Linked DNA regions of Dromaius novaehollandiae: region 1 is linked to region 2. The links are chromatin contacts, called in public Hi-C maps. All regions are on one chromosome and are shown on one strand. The core of a region is the stretch at or near the end of the contact, and the rest is flanking DNA. Distances in the headings are between cores, read along the strand shown.

Evidence for each region. Hi-C and Micro-C count contacts between places; a contact is called where the count stands out from the background.
Region 1: a Hi-C map of liver shows a contact between it and region 2, with 4 times the contacts expected there. The contact joins the enhancer-like site here to the promoter of SRGAP1 in region 2. A contact is called at or near these places in 3 of 4 Hi-C or Micro-C datasets (brain, liver and ovary).

Annotation. Positions count from the first base shown.
Region 1 is chr1:33,923,765-33,927,292 of bDroNov1.hap1, reverse strand. No RefSeq gene overlaps it. Among named protein-coding and RNA genes, the nearest start is that of KICS2, 29 kb to the left of the region's middle. Within about 2 kb of position 1,597, at least 1 of the 2 cell types and tissues checked has open chromatin away from gene starts, as enhancers often do.
Region 2 is chr1:33,772,574-33,776,135 of bDroNov1.hap1, reverse strand. It overlaps SRGAP1 (SLIT-ROBO Rho GTPase activating protein 1), which reads right to left and starts at 1,763. Exons shown (of 22, transcript XM_026092363.2): 1 at 1,000-1,763. The coding sequence starts at 1,066.

The DNA.
Region 1 (3,528 bases), core at 348-2,847, 150 kb before region 2:
GCGCTGGGCTCGTGCACAGGCTGGGAGGCAAAGGAAGGAAGGAGGGAAGCTGCGAGTGTGGGGTGGGATGGGGGATGCAGGAGGATGAGGATGGGGAAGGCCAGCAGCGGGTCTGGGTGGAGGACGGTCAATGTGCACTGGGTTTGCCTTCTCACTGCCACATCAGAAAGCAACTTCTTCCCCCAGCCTTTCTGTTTCCTTTCTGCTTTTCCCTGACAGGGAAGGTGGAGATTAGGAAGGAAAAATCCTAAGCCTCAATGGACTAAAGCAGCAGTTGCAAAGGGATGGCTTTCACCCACCTTGGCTTTACCCACCACAATAAATGTGTCCTGTTTTCAGTGCAGCTTGCATGCAGACACATCTCTGGGGTTTTTTCTTCTTTTGCACTGATATTTATACATGTTGATGTGCTGTATTTTTGTTCGTGCATGTGTTTGGCTGGGCTGGCGTTATCCTGTGAGATGCAGCTTATATCTCTGTCTCTAACAAATCTGCTGGGGAGAGGCAGAGCTACTAAAAATAATTATACTGCACTAGCAGTAGACATTTATCCAGAATTTGAACACTTTATGAATGATGCAGGGAAGAAGAGAGTTCTGTCATCTTAAATGATAATGGGTCAAGTCCTAGTCTCGGTCACAGCATATTTTTACCACTCTACCAGAATAACCAGGCTCACTGTCCTGTTACCAATGTTCTTCCCATCATCTTCAGAGCATCCCATATTCCGGCCCTTCCCCACTTAACCTTTGCCATTTGCAGAGTGGGACATCTGTATCTATTAAATGCTACAGCCAGGAAGGGGCTGTTCGGCGTTTCTTCACCATAGTTTATGGCTGCGCAGCTGATAGACGTAAAGAAAAACATTTCCAAGAGACCAGGATTGAATTACAAATGCTCGAGGAGAGGAGGGCACCTATCTTCCTTCAGCACTATCTTGACAGAAGTTACGAACAAACCAGATTATCCTTGACTGTTATTCACTGTAGTATGAGCAACACTGAAAAATATGCCTGCACATAGGCTTAATGACAAAGTGATTTATATTTCCTTTCGCAAAATTGCACTGCCTTGTTCTGGGAGGTTTCCTGCCACATACAAACCTGGGTTTTCTGCCTAACGTTTTTGTTTGATACTGGGATCCTTCCTTTAATCAGCTGAGGATAACAGCTCTACTACTTCGAACAAGCAGATGTCTTACACGCCGGGTGAAACCTGAGCCGCTGCCGGCGCTGGAGGCTTTCACGTATGATTTTAGCAAACAAGAAGAGCCTCGGGGACAACCTCTGCCACTCGAGTGGCTTCGTAGGGATGTCGCAGGCTGCGCGTTCACCTGCAGCCCTCCTCCGAGGGAGTGAGGCTGTGCAGGAGCAAGGTGGGGGCTGGCTCCTGCGGCGTTTGAATCCTGCGTTATTCTAGATGGCACTATTTGGGATGCGTGTGGTATCCCGGTACACGTGCAGACTTGGTTGCTCTCATGCACGGTCTCATTTAGGTGACTGGAGGGGAAAAAAGGCTCCCTGAGGCTGCAAAGACCAGAGCTGTCAGCGAGGTGGCTGCAGAGCTCGGCCGGTGCTTCAGCGGGCCGGAGCAGCGCCGTCGCCCACCGAGTCCTGCTTCTCAGTTGATTTGTAGCAGCAGCTGGCAGCCGTTGGGAAATTTGTAAGACCTGAGACAGCTGCTCATTTGTTGTCTCAAAAAAATGGAAATACTGAGAGAAAGCTGAAGTATCTGCAGGAATTGCATTCTCATCAAAATTTTATTTAACTAAAAATGATAAACACATTACATGTAATGAGTAACATTGCTGGATATATTTATGAAAAAGTTGAATTTACGTTAGAGTAACAATAAATATACCTGATATTAGAGGTGGAGCTGTAGTGCCTGCAAAAATTGCATGGAAATACTTGAGACTATTGATAGACCTCTAAAACAGGAAAAAGTAAAAACACTGAAACAGCAATTACCAGTAATGTTGACTTGTAAACAGAAAATCAAGTTATTTCTACAGAGGTCAAAACTGAGACCTAATATTACAGTACAGATACAAAAGAAATCGGGTTTCTACAGGAAAGCTTGTAAATTGGCTACTGCTTCACTGTACATGTAAGTTGCAATGAATACACAGGAGTGTATGAATCCTGTACATAGGATCATAATAATTACTTATGGATAAACACGGATATGAATGGCATTTAGGTCTATGGTACATAAGAAATGTAACTATCCCTAAACTTCCAGTACTTGATGAAGTATATTTTTATTATTTAGAGCATTTTGAAGGATTGAGGTGTAACAATAACATCACTGTAATCATTACATATGTATATTATTTTTTAGTTTTAGAAGGAGAATGGAAGAACATTCACAACTTACGATGTGGTTTGGTAGCCTCTGACTGGCAGTGTTTCAGTTGTTGACTGTAACCTTTCATATAAACCAATTTTGTTCAGAATAAATTCAACTTAACGGTAATGTAAGTCTTACGTTGTGTTTAACAGCAAAAAAAAATGTCTTGACAATAGGTCTGAAATGAATTTTTGACAAGTTCTCGGAGCAGTGTTCAAGAAGAGCCAATTACAGAGCTGAGAAAACTGTCAAAACGAAATTCTGCTCAGATGCGAGAGTCTTGGTGGAGAACTGTTGTATTCGCCTTGCTGATTTTTAACTGTCATGTTGCTGTGCCTTGGCAATGGGTAGCTCTGCAAACACTTGGGGCAGGAAAAAAATAACAATTAAAAACGGAGCCAATGTATTGTGCTGGTCAGTGAAGCGTTTTACAATATTCAGCATGATTTCTTGGTCAAAGTTGGCAGGGAATTTTAGATGTTTCCTACCTTTAGCACGCTTAAAATTCGTAGTTCATGACTATGGTAACAATCTCCATATTAATGTGATTTCATTGCAATCAAAAAGCCACTGTTAGAAAAATGACTATTTCAATGCCTGTTTTATTCCCCTATAGAGCAGAGTTGGTCTCGGTGATTTGACTCTCCTGGAAAGTACTTCAGTCAGATAAATGGAAATTACTTTGTTATGTTGCATGGTCAGTGTTTATAGCTTCAGATGTGTGAGACTGAAAATGCACGCAGGAGATATTAAGCAAGGAATCAATATGCCCCACGGAAATAACAGCAGACGGCGTTTGGTTTCGGCTTAGCCCTGCTGCCGCACTGAGTGTACCCAGTATTGATTTCAGCCCCCCAGGTGTGCGACCTCCTTCGAACAGCGTAATTTTTCGTTCTCTGTGTTTTAGAGTTGGATTTGTTTCCCTTTGTACTTCGTGCTGTTATGCCATTGCTACGCTCTTGGAAAAAAGCAGTACCGTTTGTTAATCAAACAAACAAACAAGGAAGCAAAGCCCAGACGCAAGTGGCCGCTCTCCGCCTGGGGTGGGTAACTTGCCCCAAATCTGCTGGGGGCCTCAGCAGTGCAGGGGGGGGAACACGCGGACGCGCTGCCCGTGGGCATTCGTGGCCCGCGGACACAGTTCGCTGCAGAACCGGGCGCAAAAAACGAGGGTCA
Region 2 (3,562 bases), core at 514-3,013:
GCTCCCAAAGCCCGGTGAGCTCCGTGCGGGGACACCCGCGGTCTCTGTGCGGCACAGACCCCTGGCAGTGGCGCGCAGGGCCCTCACGAGGTGCTAGAAGAGCACACCCACGTCCTTTTAGTAAGCAGAGTTCAAGCATTATAGAGCTTTTAAACACCGCATATCAGGTCCACGTCCATCCTTGAAGTTTAAATTCGGTGTAATTTGTGTATTATGCAATATATTCACCAAGAGCATCGAGAAGAGAAGGACGCGTAGCGACACGCACACGCCCCACCGCCCACGGCATTACTTTCTCATCCTCCGTGCCACCCAAGGCCGTTTGCACCGTAGGGAAGGATAAGCAAGGAAACCAAACGGGTTGGGGAACGTTAGCGGCGAAAGCTGGGCTCTGCCGGCACTGCCCTCGGCACAATAGTTGGATGCAATACAGCCAGGCGATGGGAGGCTGAAATACTTCCTGGGATTGCTGAAAAGGCTCATTCAATAGCCAGCAATATTTCTTTATTAGCCAACGTCTATAGCCCAGCACTGAAAGTATAATCCTAAGGGAAGGATGGGGGGAAAACAGCCATGTGCCTTCAGAAAGGGGCATGGCTTACTATTGTCTCTTGCTTCGGTTTCACTGCCAAGCCTTTTCTCCTCTCTCTCTCTTTTTTTTTCTCCTCTCCTTTTTTTTTTTTTTTCTTCTTTTTTGACGTTACCGAGCTCCATCGATGGAGGCAAGGTGCTCGCGCCGGGCCGGGCGGCCGTTAACCGCCGCCGCCGCCGGCCGTTAACCGCCGCTGGCCCCCACCCCGCTCCCTCACAGAAGCCGGCGCCGCTGGGGGAGCGGGGCGACGGCCGCCGCCCCCCGGGCTCTGCCGCCGCTACGCCGAAGTTCAGGCAGCCCGGAGCGGCCGCCCGGACGGCGGCGGCCCGCAGCCCCCAGGGGAGAGGCCGCCGCCCCTCGGCGCCGACCCCCCGGGGAGTGGAGACGCCCCCCGCGCCCCCGCTTACCTTTCACTTGACTTTCATACTCGGCTATTATCTCTTTGTCCTTCTTGAATCTGCTCGGGGTTGACATTATCCACTTGCTTCTTCCGCCTCTCCGCTGCCTCTCTGTGTTATCTTTCTGGGAAGGCTCTCAAGTTGTGTCAGGTCGCCACGAGCCCGGGCGAGCGACGGAGGGAGGCAGGCAGGGAGGCGGCCGGGGCGGCGGAGCGCGGCTGGCCCCGGGGGAGCGCCGCCGGCACCAGCGGCGGTGAGGCAACGGCGAGGTGGCGATCAGGCTAACCCCGGCGCGGGCACCATCGCCTCCCGGCACCGCCGCCAGCAGCAGCAGCAGCAGCAGCAGCAGCAGCGCGGTCCGCGGCGCGGAGCCGCCGCAGGGCGGGGCGGCGGGGGAGCTGCCGGCGGCCGCGGGGCGCCCGCTGCCGCTAGGCGAGGGCGGGGGCGCGGCAGCTGCGCCCCGCCATTGTCAGCGCCGCCTCGCGCGCCCGCGGGCGGGGAAGGGAGCGGGGCGGGCAGCGCGGTCCGCACGCCAGAGGCACCAGCTACTGCCGCCGCGGCGCTCCGCGGGGTGGCGACGTCCCCAGCCCCCCGCCGTGACTAACGCCGCGCCGCGCCGCGGAGGCGCATGTCCCGACGCCGCAGCCCCAGCGGCGGCCGGCGCGGAGCTGCACCCCCGCCGCGCCCCGGAGAGGTGTCTCCGGGAATAAACTTCTCCCCGCCCTCCTCGGCCGCTCTCTCCTCCCTTCCTGCCGCCGCGCTCGCCTCTTCCCCGGCGGCGCCCGCTCCGCCTTCCCCCGGCCCGCGGCCGCCGCCCAGACCGGGGCCGGGCCCGGCGCCCCGCGGCGGGAGGCCGCGGCGGGGACCGGAGGGACACGGCAGCGTGCGGCGCCGGGCGCCCTCTGCGCAAGGGGGGTGAGGCGGCCGTGAGGCGGCGGCGGCGAGCCCCGGCTGCCGGCGTGGGGAGTTGAGCCCACACGGTGCCCCCGCCGGAAAGCCCCGTGGCAGGGCGGAGGACGAGGGGCAGGCCGGAGGGGGGTTTCCCTCGGGGGTCGCGTTTTGCTTCCCCGTCTCTCTGAGGGCAGCCCGTGGCTTTGCACTGCTCCTGTGTGAGGGCAGCCCGTGGTTTCGTGTCGTTCGCGCTGACCGGGGCTGGGCCACCCGAGCACCCCAGGCCCGAGAGGGGCCGGTGGCATGGCAGCACCAAGATGTGACTGCGGCCAGCGCTTGTCCCTAAGCAGAGCTCGTTCCCTTATCCTTGCCTGTTTTTTTCCCTCTGCGTCGGCTTCATGTTGGTGCTCCCCTTCTGATGAAGCTGATTCAAGAGCAGGGCTGCTGTCAGCCCTTGTGCGGGGCATTCCACACACTTTACATGGGGGAACAAACAGAACAGGGCGGGAGGACATCAGAAGTCCTGCTCCTGTGAAGTGTTGTGTGGCACATGCGAGGGGGTCACCCAGTAGGACGCTAGCGTTAGATCAGTACACCTCAGACGGGTGTGGTGGTGGTGTGCAGTCCACCCCACGAAGCCAGGGCTGGTGCGAAACACACGGTAGTAAGTGGGCGACAGTCTGGAAGGGCAGGAGGAGCCCGGCAGTGAGGAGCTCTGGGTCGGAGTGTGGGGCAAGTCACCAAGGAGGAGAGGTGGCCCAGGCGCATCCATGTTGTCAGGGACTCCAGCGTGGGGGCAGCCTCAGCGCCTGGCTCAGCCCCTGCGAGGTCGTGAGGTGCGAGGCAGCTGGCAGCTCCGCGGACAGGGCCGCGGCTGCGGTGCCAGGAGCTGAGCGTGCCCGTTAGCAAACCCTGTAGCAGAGTGCTTGTCGGGTGCCAGCGCTCAGCCTGGACCCACCTGCAAGAAAAGTCAGACATGACTCAGGTCACACAACCCCTTTTCCTTCTCCTCCCTGTCCTGAAAGCCAGCCTTTGCCCAAGAAGAGCTTGCTAAGAAAGGTGAAGCAGAAAGCATGGGGGGGAAGAAGGCGGCTGTCCTATGACAAGCAAAGAGTGTGGCTGCCTTCGTGGAGTCGAAGCCAAAAGCCAAGGCCATAGATGCAGACTTTGAGCTCCTCATCTCTAAGGAGTTAAAGTCAATCAGTTCTGGAGGCAAACAGGGCTCCGGTGCCTTCACGTATGTCCAGGAGTGATTAGACAAAGTTGCAAACTGTTCACAAGGACTTTCAGAAGACAACCCAGGTGGCTACTGTGTGATTAGTGTGGCACAAGTGCCCAAAGAAATAAAATGCGAAAGCTCCTGTCCCAGACAGCTAGTCCTGACAAGGCCAGGACCTGGTCCTTCAGGACAAACAGGAGGGAATAATGGGATCATCTGCTTCTGGGAAAGTTTAAACCAGCTACCCAGTAATTTGGCTGCACTTGAGTTTTACTGCTACAGGGATCTGGCGCCTGGAGGTAAATGCCAGTTACCATACTAATGCTGACATTCTTACCTGGTTTACATTTAATTCTTATAAACCCGTTGCTTTAACATCGCAGTCGCTCACTTCCACGCCTCAGCACTTCAGTGGTCAGTGTACCTCTATCCTTTGCAGTTCGTCTTTCAGTTTCATTAGGT